Linked DNA regions of Mus musculus: all the other regions are linked to region 2. Evidence: chromatin contacts called from public HiChIP or PLAC-seq data. All regions are on one chromosome and are shown on one strand. Each heading gives the region's core, a stretch centred on a gene start, on an enhancer-like site or on the middle of the called end of the contact. The rest is flanking DNA. Distances are from core to core; before and after follow the strand shown. Region 1 has its middle 27 kb from the start of Gm24164. Region 2 holds the start of Epha6 (Eph receptor A6). Region 3 has its middle 31 kb from the start of Gm33797.

Region 1 (4,820 bases), core at 2,146-4,645, 1.9 Mb before region 2:
CTTTGAGTGGGAGAGGGAAGGGCTGGAGAACAGAAGGTTTATTTAGTGTTTCCTCTGAGGCATAAGGAGGCCGGGGTAGGTAGATGGATTTTATTTCTCTTATTAATTGGGTAAGGGCTGTGAGATCTGAAACAGAGTGGTTTTTAGAACCTTGATCCTTGGGTTCATCTGACTGAGGGTGCTCAGCAGCTGTGTTGCTATCAGTCTGTCTGATTTAGATGGCCCTATGCATTGCCTTGTTGCAACTAAGATTGGCAAAAATTCACAGGAAGGTATTTTTCCTTTTCAGGTATCTTTTATTTTTGATGAGAGAAGCTACTCTGATTCATGAGTCCTGGCTATAAATATTATCATTGGCCATGTATGGCGCTATCTGAAGGACTTCCTCTCAAAACAGCGAGGCTTGTTTTTTTTTAGCTATCTTTATTCCTCGGTGGTTTAGTAGGGCACGTATTTTCCTGGCCTGGGGTGATTTTTTTTTTTTTTTTTTTGTTGTGATGGTGAGTTGCCCATGATAGAAAAGAGGAGAAAGGCTTGTCCAATGGGAACGTTCCCTTGGCCTATTTGGCTTTGCAGGATTCCACAGAGGTCCAAAAATGCTAACTAAGCCTTCCCGCAAATTTAAGAACTGGCAGCTGCCCTGTGGCTTTTAAGTGGCTGCTTTGTTATCAGGTTTTCTTTTTGTTTTAAGGAGAAGTTAGATAGAGAGGCTTTGCCAATGCCCATTGTGGGCTGTTGGGATTTAGAAAGAGGCCAGAGGGACCTTCAGCCAACACCAGAGAGTAGCTCTGGTCAGGAGGCTTCAGTTGCCCCTTTAGTTTGTCTAAATCCACGCGTTGGCACTGAACAAAATCACAGTAGGAAGACAGTTTGTTTCCAGAGGTGTGGGGGCTCACCTTCCCGCAGTGTCCATTCGGTGTAGTCCTGTCTGTTAGAGGCCTATGTTGGGCGCCAGATGTGGGCCTGGGTACCAGAGGTTTTCCACGGAGCTCTCTGGGCCAGGCCTGGCGCAAGGGTTCTAAGGAAGGGAAGCACGTGCAGGCGGGGAGACGAAGTCTCAGTAACTCCGAGCTGCTCTGCACTGAGTTGGCAGGCAGGTCTGGCTGGGCCGACAAGAAGCTGACTATCTAGTGAGGAGTGCGGGACCTCAGATGGCTCTTCAGGAGAGAAGATGTCTTCCCAAATGTTACAGCTCTTGGAACAAAAGACTCAGACAACAGAGTAGTTCTCGCACACCTTTAATTCTCTGGATAGAATTTATATACAGTCTTGGGGGTGATTCAGGGTTTGACAGCAGGTACCTCTCATTGGCTTGGACTGAGAGTTTGGGGGAAACCTTATTTGCATGTGGAAGGCTTGGTGCTGCTCCTACATGACTGATAGCCACACATCTCTTCTGTGGAGGCTGTGGGGGCGGTAACTTGGACAAGAGCCAGGGGTCTAGGAGACATGATCAAACACCTTCTGTCCCATGTAGGTAGAAATCACTACCCATCTAGTCCCTGGGGTTCCAGACCTATGCTCGACTGGAGACCAGGCAGTCTGTGTGCAAGCCCACTGCCCCACTAATAGGTTATGGATACAGGTGACAGGGGAGGTGGGGAGGATCTGGGAGAAGTTTGGACAGAGGAAACTGTAATGAGAATATATTGTGTGAAATAAAAAAAACATGGATCATTAGATTATTTTCTAATTTGTATTTGTGACTGTTGGGTGAAAGGTGATCTCTATACATCCTTAGATGTATAGAGATCAGATAAGAGAGAAATGGGTATGCAGGAGTACAGAGATGAGATAAGGATGTATTTATAGATAGAACTGCAGGATTATCAGTCTTTAAAATTAATATACAAGTCGTTTTGTGAAAAATATCTCTAGAAATAATTCTCATTGTTCAATTCATTGTGTTTGTTTCAAATGGGATGGAAGTTTCATCTTGAATCTCTTTGATGATTAAAATTGTTAGCTTCCCAAAATATAGAATCGCCTGTCTAAAGTCACTAGGCCTATTCATAGAAAAGTTTTTAGGTTCACATAATAAAATTGTGAAGACAGCATCGTCCCATGGGCTTTGGCCTTGGACTGAATTGAAAGAAGCCAGCAAGCTTAGTGAAAGCAATGTTAACAGCCACCTCGTGTTCCTGCTACCATAATGTCCTGCTGTGATGAACCATGTCTTTAACCATGATCTAAATAAACACCTCTTTCATTTAATTGACTTTGTCGGGAATTCTGTCAGGGCAATGAGAAAACAAATACAATTTCCCATGCCATTTAATGTGGTCCAACATATACCACAGAAGCTCAGTGAATGCTTGTGGCTGGACAAGACAGTAAATCATTCTTTCATCAATACAATTGTTTGCTTATGGAGGCTCCTCTTGTTGGTTGTGCGGGAGACTGATGACCAAGATAATTTGTGTCTGGACAGAAGTGACTTCATATTACAAGTGTCACTAGGAATTGTTAGTATTATGCACATTACAAAGCAGCCAACAGTTATGAATGCTGCAACGTGCTTCCTGCTCCTTATCCTCATTTGTTTGTTTCTTTCTTTCTTTTTTCTTTCCTTTCTCCCTTCCTCCCTTCCTCCCTCCCTCCCTCCCTCCCTCCCTCCCTCCCTCCCTCCCTCCCTCCCTCCCTCCCTCCCTTCTCTCTCTCTCTCTCTCTCTCTCTCTCTCTCTTTCTTTCTTTCTTTCTTTCTTTCTTTCTTTCTTTCTTTCTTTCTTTCTTTCTTTCTCTTGGTATAAGGCTCTTGTTTTTTTTCCAGACCAGCAAGTATTTTGAAAATGATTAAAATTCTCATATAAAAGTTCTATAAATAAGTAGTAGGGATTAGAAAAGCATTCTCTCTGTGTGCGTATATTTGTTCCTGCTTGTAGTACGTGTGTGATGTGGCTAGATGGCAACCTCAAGCCATTGCTCAGAACTCCTTTTCATTTGAGATGGTTTTTGACTAAACTGGCTGGTTAGTCAAGTCCAGGTAGCTGCTCACCTCTGCCTCCAGAGCCAGGAGATAGGGGACAGTAAAATCCAAAGGCACTATAAAGGAAATGGTAGTGACTTGGTGCTTCTGCAGAAGAAGAGCTCTGTAACCATGTGGTGTCTGCCTAGAACTCTGCTTGTGGATTGAAAGGTGGACCTAGCAACAATCACAAGAGCATATCACGCTTTTTCTTAGTGCCCATTTCCCTGTGAAAGCACATTTTTTTTGTTGGACTGCAGTTGAAAGCATAATTTGCTGTTACTCTCAGAACTTTAAACCATTCTCTTTTCCCTTTTTAATATATCAACACAAACAAGGCTAATGTTGCATTCTGCTGGCTCCAGATGTCCATTGTGAATATAAGTGATGAGCCTGTGGAGCCCAAGCTTCCAGACAAGCAACACTGGGAGTGAAAATGAATCGCACATCCTGCAGGTGCCTCTGCTGTGGGAATCTTTTCACTCTGAGGACATTTAATAGAGAGGCAGCTGGTCAAAGAATGCCTTTAGGCTATTTCAAAGTTTCTATACCAAACCAAACAAAATGCTTCATAAAAACTTTGCTTGGAAGTGGAATTTTAGAAAATACAGCTATAGTCACTCATTTTTTATTTAAATAATTCATGCATTTTTCATGCCTCAAAAATACTATTTTTAAGAATTAGATAAGTATAGTATTCAGAGTTGTGATGGACAGAAGAACTTTCAATCTGGCACTGAACTTGTATTTGAGATAACAACAAAAGTACAATGATTTTTCTGTCTTGTCTCTCATCACTGCACACAATCTGGTTATTTTGAAATTATCAAGCTTCTTTTCTAGCTTAGCATTTGTGCCAAATGCTTTCAAAGGACACCTAACGAGAGCCATATATGCGGATGGCATTGGTGTCAGCCCTGGGGAGAGGCATTTATACTTAGCATTTGAACCATCTAATTTTCTCAATCAAGATTTGGGAGCCTCTATTGCTGAATCTAAATTGTCTATAGAAGTACTTATGGCTGCAGAATGTGGAATCAGAGGAAAGTATCCTTGAAGAGCTCCCCTCCTTTTCCTCAGATGCCCTGAAATATTATAGTGTTTGTGTCTTCCCTCTTTGCCCTGTGATGACTCAACTGGATTTCTCCTCTTCAAAGATCCTGCATTCTAAAATAATTTTCTTCCTTCCAACTCTGTTAAAATGCTGATTCTTTCAGCACAGCGGACCACTGCAAGAGAAAAGCAAACAGATGGAGTTAATTCACTCTAAGATGAAAATCTGCTAGCCTCCGTGGAGGTATTTGTTTTATAAAAATAATATTACTCGAGAAGATAAATGTATCTTTAATTTTTAGAGCCTAGGAAATGAAAGATTTGCACTGTAAAATGATATTTGAATTTTAATTTATTTTTAATTCATATTTGTTGAGAAATTAAATAAGAAATACATATGCAAATTAACTTTATGTTCATCAGAGAGAAGGTAGACTGAACTACGATTGAATGATTAACACATCTAAGGATAAAAGGTTTAGTTAGAGATTTGACACTCTTTGAAATCACCAATGAGACTGATAATAAGAAATCTATTTTATATTAAATAATTGATATTTCTAAAAAAGCTGGAAAACTTCCCTAAGACAAATTTCTTCATCATTATTTCACTCCCAGGTATTTTCATCTACAAAGAAGGAGTATGCTGGTCACATAGTCTTGATGTCAAGACTTAAAATAATGAGTATAATGTGTATGTGTGTGTATCTGTGTGAGTGTGTGTGTGTGTTTGTGTGTGTGTGTGTGTGTGTGTGTGTGTGTGTGTGTTGCATGCACTTTAATATGTATACAGGATATTCTG
Region 2 (4,297 bases), core at 60-2,559:
TCCACCCACCTGAAAATTATCCTCTGAAATTCGCTTCACTTTTCTCCAGCGTCATCAAAAACCCTTCCTAGTGCTATTGAAGAAAGAAAAAGAAAAAGAAAAAAAAGCCTTACTCAGGCTTGATAATCTGCTCCTCTTCAATAAAGAAAACGATAATAATGTTAACAAATACACTACAGAAAATCCAACGCCAGTGATAAGCGCCTTAACAAACATTGTAAGTTTAACCTGAAAGCATCCTTCAGCTTTTTCCGCAGGTTTAGCCTGCTCTTCCACCTGCGAGCAGTGGAGGAATTTTTGTTGTCTACTAACCCCCTCTAGCGCCGAATTGGCTGCACCCGAGCCACAGCTGCTGTCAGACGGGAGATCGCTCGGCTCCACCGAGCTCAGCAGAGCTCTAGGGCCCTGCCCTCCACGCACCCCTCTCGGCCGGCAGCAGGGCGACAGCTTGGAGACTGCAGGTGGCAACACCACTTCCCATCAGCTAGTCCCGTGCCTCGGCCCAGGGCGGGGTCCCACCAAGTAAGTAGCCAGTGAACCGGCTTAGGAGAGCCCGGACCTGGGAGACAGGGTATTGAGAAGGGGCATCCGGAGCAAGGAGAGCGCACCGGCCCCCGCGGGCTGCCTTGGACTTGACCACGCACTGCTCAGACCTTGGGCTGCTCCCAGCTTCTAGCCCGACGCCACCGCGGAAAGGCAGACTTATCCAGGCCCCTGGAAGCCCCGCACCAAAGCTGCTATGAAGATGCTAATGACCTCCATGGCGAAGTCACCACCTTATGCGGAATGCTAAGACTTGGGGAAGCCAAGGCGCCAGGCACCAGTAGACTTCCAGCGCTCAGTGACTCCTCTCTGTAGCCTCTTCTCTCCCTATGCTTTCCAAGGACTCAGAACGGGAGAGGTGGCCACAAACCTCGGTGGCCAAGTTTGGGAGGCTAGCACTCAGACACGTCAGGGCTGACCACTACCTTCGCCAAGCTGTGCCCCGGGGCCAGGAGCGCTGACCTGCAACCCTCACCCTTTCTGGTAGCAGAAATGTCTCCAAGGGAAAGGTGGTGTCCAGAGCTGAGAGCACATCGTTACATGGGGGAGGGGGGACGCAAGTGCTTGGGGGACTAAGGTAGCTTCCGTGATACCCAATAAACAGCTGCTACGGCCGAGGGGGGCGGCGCAGATGCCGCCGAGTCGGTGGTCACGAGGCGACACTCAGCCCAGGCTACTCAGTCAAGAGGCTGAGTGCTCAGTCCGCCCCTCCCAGGGACCACTTGAGATCCCGCTGAGCCTCAGTCGCTGGGTTTCCCAGACACCAGACACATGAAAGTTCTGGATGCCCAGACTACCCTTACTATCTGCTGTGCCTCCTCTGCTCTGGGGTCTGTAAGTGCCCACTTGGATGCAGAGAGCACTTGGGTCCCCAGAACTGCACCTTCACTACCCGTCCAAACGTCCCTACCCATCCCCAGTACCGGCCTAGAGCCACCCTCCCCCGTCCACCATCCCCTCCCCCAAACTAGAGCCTGAGCTCGCTCTTGCGCGCGCGCTCTCCTGGGCCCAAGTGAATAGTCCTCGCTCGAGCGGGACACGGTGGTGGATGCAATTCCCCTCGCCTCCAGCCGCCAGGAGCTCCCCGGCGGCGCAGGCAGCATCGTCCCCGCAAGCAGCTGCTCCAGCACCTGGGCAGCCTGGACCCTCGTGCCCTGCGCACCGGGCCTCGCGCGGGGGGCGCCCCGGGACTTCCCCTGCGGACCGGGTGGAGGAGGAAGAGGAGGAGGAGGAAGAAGAAGAGAGCTTGGTTCAGGACCCCCACGCTACTAGGAACACCTGGCTGCGCTGCTGCCACTTCTTTTTAAGGAGGAGAAGAGAACCAACCAGAGCCATGGGGGGCTGCGAAGTCCGGGAATTTCTTTTGCAATTTGGTTTCTTCTTGCCCCTGCTAACGGCTTGGACCGGCGACTGCAGTCACGTCTCCAACCAAGGTAAGGGACAAACAGAAGGGTTGGAGGAGGGTGCCCCGAGTACACTTGTCCACTACTGCAGGTAACTTTGTCCCTGGGTCAGCTCCTCTGGACTTGCCACACTCTGAGTTCCAGGGAGCCCTGATTAGACCACCCGGGTCCAGCGGGCCCCTGGGGCTTTGATCTCTTCAGTCTCTTGAATTCTTTCTGAAGCTCAGACATCCTCAGCACTTGGGTTCCTTCCTGGCAGTTGCCTGATTGCTCCCACTTGCGCAGTCTCCACTGGAGGTCAAGCTTCATGGCACAGACCTAACTGCTTCATGGAGATCTTTCACTAAATGGCAACGTGTGGATTCTCTTCCACAGCAGATTACAAAAAAAAGGTCATGACTTTTTTCTATACACCTGTAACCAATGATCAGCCTGTTTTCCTCCAGTAACTATGGGTCGACCTTACCCTATCTTAGTTTCTGAACTCTACCATTTACTTCGTGAAAATATCCATAGAACAGATGCTCACGGATCGCTGTTAGTGCTTCTCTCTTCTGAAAGAACTGGGCAAACAAGTGTTAAATCTGAAATTCCAAGTTATGAATAATCGATTCATAAAGTCTAGTTGCTGTCCAATTTTTAGAGGACTTTATCAGTGGATAGTGGAAAGAGGAAGGCAAACATTGTGTGAGGGAAAAAAATGATGAGAAGCATGTAAAATATTTGAATATTTTCTTTACTTCCACTCAGTCTTCCATGAGATGTATCTATTTTGATCCCTGCTATGCATGTTTAAAGATATAGAAAACATTACCTGCATGTTCTTGATTGATTTTACACTAGGTATCAAACAGCCATAAAAGTTTTCCAGCAGGTACCTGGCTGGATGCTCTCACTGATACGGTAGGATCACCAATATGTCACCTGTTAGCAAAGACTCTCTACACAGACTTCAAATGTAATACAGTGTTGATCAGTTACGTTTTCCATTTATTATGGAAGATCTATGTGTAATGTTCTAGAGAACATTAGCTGAAAGTACAAATAGAGGTCAGATTATAGTGTGCTTTGTGTGTGATAGGTAGGAGGTTGAGGGAAGACAAGCCAAACATCGAAGGCTTACTTTTGTTATACTCGCGTATGGCCATATTATTTTATCTAGAAAGGAAATAGTTATCCAGATGTTCCTGTTTATAAGCAATACTATTGATGTGTTTTACTTATTACTTTTTATCTGACAAAATGCAATCACAATTTTTCTTTTGGTAAAAAAAAAAAAAAAAAAAAAAAAAAAAAAAAAAAAAAACGTTATCCCTGTGAGTTTGACATGTCACATAAGTGACAGTTATAATTCCACTCTCTTCAGACTGCATCCCTCATTTGGATTATTGGTATTAATTACCCAGAAGTAGTTTAGTTGACTCCTGTGAAAATACAAAGAGTTTAAAAAAAATAACCTGAAATTATTTACTTGCCCTTTCATTTGAAAGGAAACAATTTTTAAGAGTGAGGACATCAGATATATTTTAATACTAGAACTGTCAACTACCGGAATTAAACATGTGTGTACTATGAGATTCAAGTTTACTACAAAGTTTGAAGTGATTCCAGCCTAGGATTTCCTTGATAGTTAATGCCTGTAGTACCTAAGTAAGTCAGCATCAATCCTAGGCCCTGGCTGGATGCAGACAAATAAAACACATATGAACATCCCCCAAATAAAGCACCATTCTACTGAAGCATGCCGTGCCGAACGATCACATTACAGATATTTATATCAAATGCAAAAGCCTAGTTGTGGAGTTTCCTAACCTCTTAGAGTAATTTTTTTATTTCCTTCTTTGTCTTAGTGAAATTTAATGATTTTTAAACCTAAAGTAAATAGGAAACATCTGAAACATAGTGCTTGTTTCAACTAGCTTAACTTAATGGTTGGGAGTATTTCTCAGCTATCCCATCAACTAAAACTGGCTATTAGGTATCACCAGATAAAACTGTTAACTTGAATTTGTAGTAATGCATTAAAATACAAGTATAAATTTACTAGTACTCAAAAATAAAGTTGGATAAAATTGGGATTGTTCTCTAATGCGAAGTTACAAAATATGATCATATTTTTTTATCAGGAATAAATGGTTATTTGTAATATTATAGTGATTAGAGATTTTGCCTGGCAAACTTAAGAGAACACTCAAATATTAAAATAATCATACAAATGAGTGATAAATTATTAGCCTTCTATATACTGCTCTTCTGAGTACTTTAGAGTAAGTTTGTTAACCTATAATTTCATAAAGAGACAGCAAATTGAACATTAATGCTTGTCTATTTAAATGTAGAATGTTGCAGAA
Region 3 (4,829 bases), core at 502-3,001, 1.7 Mb before region 2:
GTTCCGCTGCACAAAACTTGAACACTCTGATGAATGCTTTGTATTCTTCCCAGCATCTCCAGGAGAGAGGAAAATCCTTTCATTTAATTAGGTTATTATTTTCCATTTTGAAGCTTCAATAGAGATTAGAAACAGGTGCCAATTTCTCTTCAGCCTCTAGGCCTAAGAAACGGGGATAACTGCTATTGAGGAAGGAAAGAAGATAAGGCCTCATCAGTGTGGCCATTAACTTACCTCTACTCTGTAGCTCAGAAACAGATGTTAATTACCCAACAATACAGCCCTAACTGAAAACAGCTTAATCAATGCCTGAGCTCTGGTTGATTCCCCATTAATGCTTTCTGCTAGGTTTTTAGTACCCAGAAACTAACTCTCTCTCTCTCTCTCTCTCTCTCTCTCTCTCTCTCTCTCTCTCTCTCTCTCCCTCATCTCTCTCTCATTCCCTCTTTCCCATCTATTCCCCTCCATCTCTTCTCTCACATTTTCCCCCTTTTGCTCTTCTACCCCATTTCTTCACATCTATCATAATATGTACTTCCTTTTAATTGAAAATTCCTTACACTTCTGATATTCTTTTTGTTCGTCTATTTGAGATGCCATAAAACAAACATCTTAAACTGGGTGTGTCATATATAAAACACACACACACACACACACGCGAGAGAGAGAGAGAGAGAGAGAGAGAGAGAGAGAGAGAGAGAGAGAGAGAGAGAGAGAGAGCAGTCAGCAGCATTTATGGAATTCCAAGATTAAGACTTGATTAGTGTATTTGTGGAGAGCTATACATGTCCCTATGTAGATGAAGGCATTTCTTTTATAAAGACTCTATTACCATACTTCATGGATTCTCTTGATTAATCTAATCACCTTTAGACTCTACGTCCTAAAACTATCATATTGTTAAATCCAACTTAGGGATTGTAGAGGACATAGACTTTAGGATTGTGTCACCCCTGTACAGACAGCAGCATTCAGAGCATTTAGCTTCCCAAGTTCATTGTTAGCAGCAGAGATCCTTGATAGCATTCACATTGCATTTGTGAGGTATGATTTTGCTGCTGCACACAGCCTTCCACTTTCACCTCTACCCAAAGTTTATAAGATTATTCCTAGAAAACAAGACAAAAGAAAATAAACATATCAGACACTAACTTGAAGATTCCAATATAAAACTCACTTTACTAAACAATGGGAGGCCTGTGTGTGTGTGTGTGTGTGTGTGTGTGTGTGTGTGTGACATGTTTTAGTCTTGAGAAATAAAGACTATGAGAGGAAACAAAATGTACTCTGTGGAACAAGAGATTACTGTGATAGATAGTTTTGATTGTGGTATATGTGAGGGGCCTAATGCATTGGTTTGTCTTAAGTAGTTTTACGTTAAAGATATATTTTTATTATATGTGTGTGTGGGTTGGGGGAATTGTATGACATATGTGTAGACACACAAACTATCTGGAGGTGGTTTTCTTCTTCTACCAGATTGGTGCTAGGAATGAAATTCAGGTCATTAACTTGATAGTATAAGGTCATGAAGGAGAAAAAAGGAAGGGGAGTATATTAAAAGACTCAGTGTAATAAAGACACAGAGTTTACTCTGGGAAGAAGACCTCCAGAAGGGAACTGGGGATAAGTCCCAGAGGGAAAAATAACTGAAGTCTTTCTTTCATAGCTCAAGCTCTGGTGTTGCTGGGTAAGTAACACTAGGAGTATCTAGGCTATACTGTGTAGTGGGGTCAAGAATGTCAGGCACACAATAAATCTCTTTCCTGGTCAGCTGTTATAAAGGGCTGTATGTTACAAGGGTCAATGCTATGGGGAGGGCAAAGATTGTTCTCCTTACTTTTAGTTTCAGGAAATACTGCATATCCAATTTGAAGGCACTTTAGAAAATGGCTTCACCATGAATAATAAGCAGCAAGTGTCTTTACTATCCCGGCCATCTCAGTAGCCCATGTCAGGACACTTCAAAGAACAGCAGGAACCTGAAGCAGAAGAGGCTTGAAAATACATTTTGAGTGGCAGGAATTCGAAGTTGTTTGCTCCCTGTGAGCTCAGACCAAGCAGAAGGAATTGGGTTCAGTCTACAACTGACATATTTATTGCTAGGGCAATACAATAAAGCTCTAAATGGTCATTTTGTGAGATAACTCAAAGGTAGTAAAAGGACAGTTGGAGTGACTCAGGCAGTGCTCCAATTCTTTGAAACTGAAAAGTAGAAACTGATATATTGTCACGTCTCTTCAGGACTAGAGAAGCAATATCAACAGTTTACTTTTGCCTGAAGTAAGTTGACGTAAATTCTAATTTTTATGAAGGCCAAGGAAGTAATGGGAATGAACCAAGTACCCTGTATATTGACATATTGGAAGCGTTCTTTCTCATTAAATTGTACTTTCTTATATTTGTAGACATTCAGATGTAAGACTTTTTCATAATTTTACTACAGGAACAATGTCTGACTGTGATGGTAAGAATTGAAAACACTGCCCTAGGCCAGGGAGCTCTTGAGAGCAACAGTGGCTACTGTACCTCCAGGGCTCTGTGTGTAACAGGCAGTCATCACGCAGTCTGGCCAGAGGCTGGTATGCCTAGTTCTTACACAGTTATTTCCAAGAGAATATAGACAATTTAATATTCACACAGAATCTCATTATTTTTTTGCCAGTATAGATATTCCTCAGTCTAAGACTTAGATAATTATCCCAGCATCCTTTTTTTCCCCTAGCCTATAGCAGAATTCCCAGAGGCAAAGAGTGATGTGTGATTTACTTTGTCCTCAATCCTAGAAGATAACTTCCTAGTAAGTTGATAAACAACTCCTTTTATCTTCTACCTAGAGCTTAACTAATTGTTTCTCCTTTGCTCCTAGACTCAGAAATTTTTCCTCAGTGCCTCATCAGAGGAAGGAGGAAAGTATTTATAGTATGAAGAAGGTTTTAGTATACACACATCAAATCATTGTTTCTTAAGTATAACACATGAGACAGTAAAGGACTAGTAGACAGACACTGCAATATAATTTGGAAAAGGACCTCTGTTGGATACTTGATTTTTCAAAAGTATTAGAATAGTGTCAGTACAATAAGTATGGATCAAAATAAGAATTCACAGTACTAGAATATTTACCAAGTCTTTATTTGTAGAAACGGGAGGATGGACAACGAACAAAGAACAGAATGCAAAGGAAACAAAATGCCTGAGAGTTTTTATGAGGTTTTAGAAAATGTTTCAAACACTATAAGCCTAAGCTGTTTCTAGAGGTCTTCCAGGTACATCTCTGAAAGGATAGAGATCATAATAAAAAAATTAAGGATGTATCAGAAAGCTTTTATACAGCTTTGATATGTGGTCATGTATCTATGAAACATGCTCAAATTTCAAGTGCCTCTTTGATTGTTAGTATAAGAAAACTTCAATGCTGGGTAAACACATTTTAGATTTTAAGTGTCTTAATGGCATATTGTAAGCATAGGTTGCTGAGGGCCCATAATTTCAGAAGTCATTAAACTAACCTCCCTCTTCATCGTCTGGACTAAAGCATTACAACTGGTGTATGATTTGTGTGATATTTAATAATTTTCTCTTCCCTTATCATCTGTCCCTCTAATCAAATAAAGAAGCCCTACTATTATCTATCATATTTGTGGTAGTTCTTATAAATCTGATTTTGAATCTCTCACATTCCAGTTATCTATGGCTACACACAAACTTCCCAAATCTATTGGTTTAACACAGAGCAATAACCTCTTTGAAAATGGAATCTGTAGTCATTTGTGGCTTGAAGAGTTCTTTCATCTCTGCTTTTACTACTGTGCTTTTAGAGTTAAGAATTTACTTTAAAGCAGCTCTCTTTGATACTGATTGTTAGTAGTAAGCTTCATCAAGTTTGGAAACATAGAAAATTGAAATCTCGCTCTGAGAATGTTTGTGATTCCTCACATTGTGATAGCTATGCAAGCCCTACCCCACCAAATGCAAGCTAGAAGAGGGAAAATCCTTACAACTTCTGTTGGTCACATATTCATAGAGTGTGTACATTTTTGAGCAGAGGGGTCATAGACCACAGAAGTAAATGCACATATATATATGTGTGTGTGTGTGTGTGTGTGTGTGTGTGTATAGTATAGAAAATATTATATTAGTCTTTGTATGCATGTCTACATTCTTTAATCACAATACTTTTATTGATTATTGGGGAATTTTACATATTTCCTGATCAATTTTAATTCCCAGGCCTTCTTGATTCGCACACTGACCAAATCTTGTGGTGCTCCCCACAGACAAAAAAAAAAAAAAACATTTTGAACGTCCAATTTGTGTTGTTCTTTTAGTCACTGGAGCATGGTCAAACTCCCAGTGGCCAGCCCCTTAAAGAGGAGTGTGTTTTTCCCCAGCTCCACTCCCAGTGCCCCTAGCAGCCCTCTATTGTAGAGACCTACACTTCAGCAACCTTATCTCCAATTTTAAGAGTTCTCTTTGATGGCTTCCTATTGACGTTGTTACTTTTGTGGGTGTTGGGCTAGGGTGGGAGTTGTCACAGAATCTTTCTATATCCCTTTCTCATCTTTGAGTATGCAGTCATGGATACAACTGCAGATGACTCTTCCTAGTCTTTTACAGTCACCAAGATCATGGATGCATGAATTCCACATGATAGCTGGCAACAGCATGGACTATGGACACCCACCTGGCCTCTAGAGCCAGTAGGTGCCAAGGTCCTCAGCATGTTCTTCATAGGCAGTCCAGCCCATGAATATCAATGGGACTCTAGGTGGCAGTATAGACCATGAACATCTGCATGGATTTCAGTGTTAGCACAGGCTACAGAC

What was found. HiChIP or PLAC-seq counts read pairs in DNA pulled down with a chosen protein or histone mark.
Region 1: a contact with region 2 is called in an H3K27ac HiChIP or PLAC-seq map of SST interneurons, with 8 times the contacts expected there. The contact joins the enhancer-like site here to the promoter of Epha6 in region 2. A contact is called at or near these places in 6 of 39 promoter capture datasets (cranial neural crest, frontonasal cranial neural crest, hippocampal neurons and 3 more) and 5 of 115 datasets of contacts at active chromatin or transcription factors (SST interneurons, embryonic forebrain, embryonic hindbrain and 2 more).
Region 3: a contact with region 2 is called in an H3K4me3 HiChIP or PLAC-seq map of neural tube, with 21 times the contacts expected there. The contact joins the enhancer-like site here to the promoter of Epha6 in region 2. A contact is called at or near these places in 5 of 39 promoter capture datasets (cranial neural crest, hippocampal neurons, maxillary cranial neural crest and 2 more), 1 of 484 Hi-C or Micro-C datasets (cerebral cortex), 3 of 115 datasets of contacts at active chromatin or transcription factors (neural progenitor cells, neural tube and stem cell-derived neural progenitor cells) and 1 of 9 other capture datasets (embryonic stem cells).

The regions. Positions count from the first base shown.
Region 1 is chr16:62,541,451-62,546,270 of GRCm38.p6, reverse strand. No RefSeq gene overlaps it. Among named protein-coding and RNA genes, the nearest start is that of Gm24164, 27 kb to the left of the region's middle. Within about 2 kb of position 3,395, at least 4 of the 459 cell types and tissues checked have an H3K27ac peak or open chromatin away from gene starts, as enhancers often do. A contact at or near this core is called in SST interneurons, where this site is marked.
Region 2 is chr16:60,602,543-60,606,839 of GRCm38.p6, reverse strand. It overlaps Epha6 (Eph receptor A6), which reads left to right and starts at 1,309. Exons shown (of 18, transcript NM_007938.2): 1 at 1,309-1,976. The coding sequence starts at 1,592. It overlaps Gm9017 (a long non-coding RNA gene), which reads right to left and starts at 124. Exons shown (of 3, transcript XR_384917.4): 1 at 10-124.
Region 3 is chr16:62,322,958-62,327,786 of GRCm38.p6, reverse strand. No RefSeq gene overlaps it. Among named protein-coding and RNA genes, the nearest start is that of Gm33797, 31 kb to the left of the region's middle. Within about 2 kb of position 1,751, at least 6 of the 459 cell types and tissues checked have an H3K27ac peak or open chromatin away from gene starts, as enhancers often do. A contact at or near this core is called in neural tube, where this site is marked.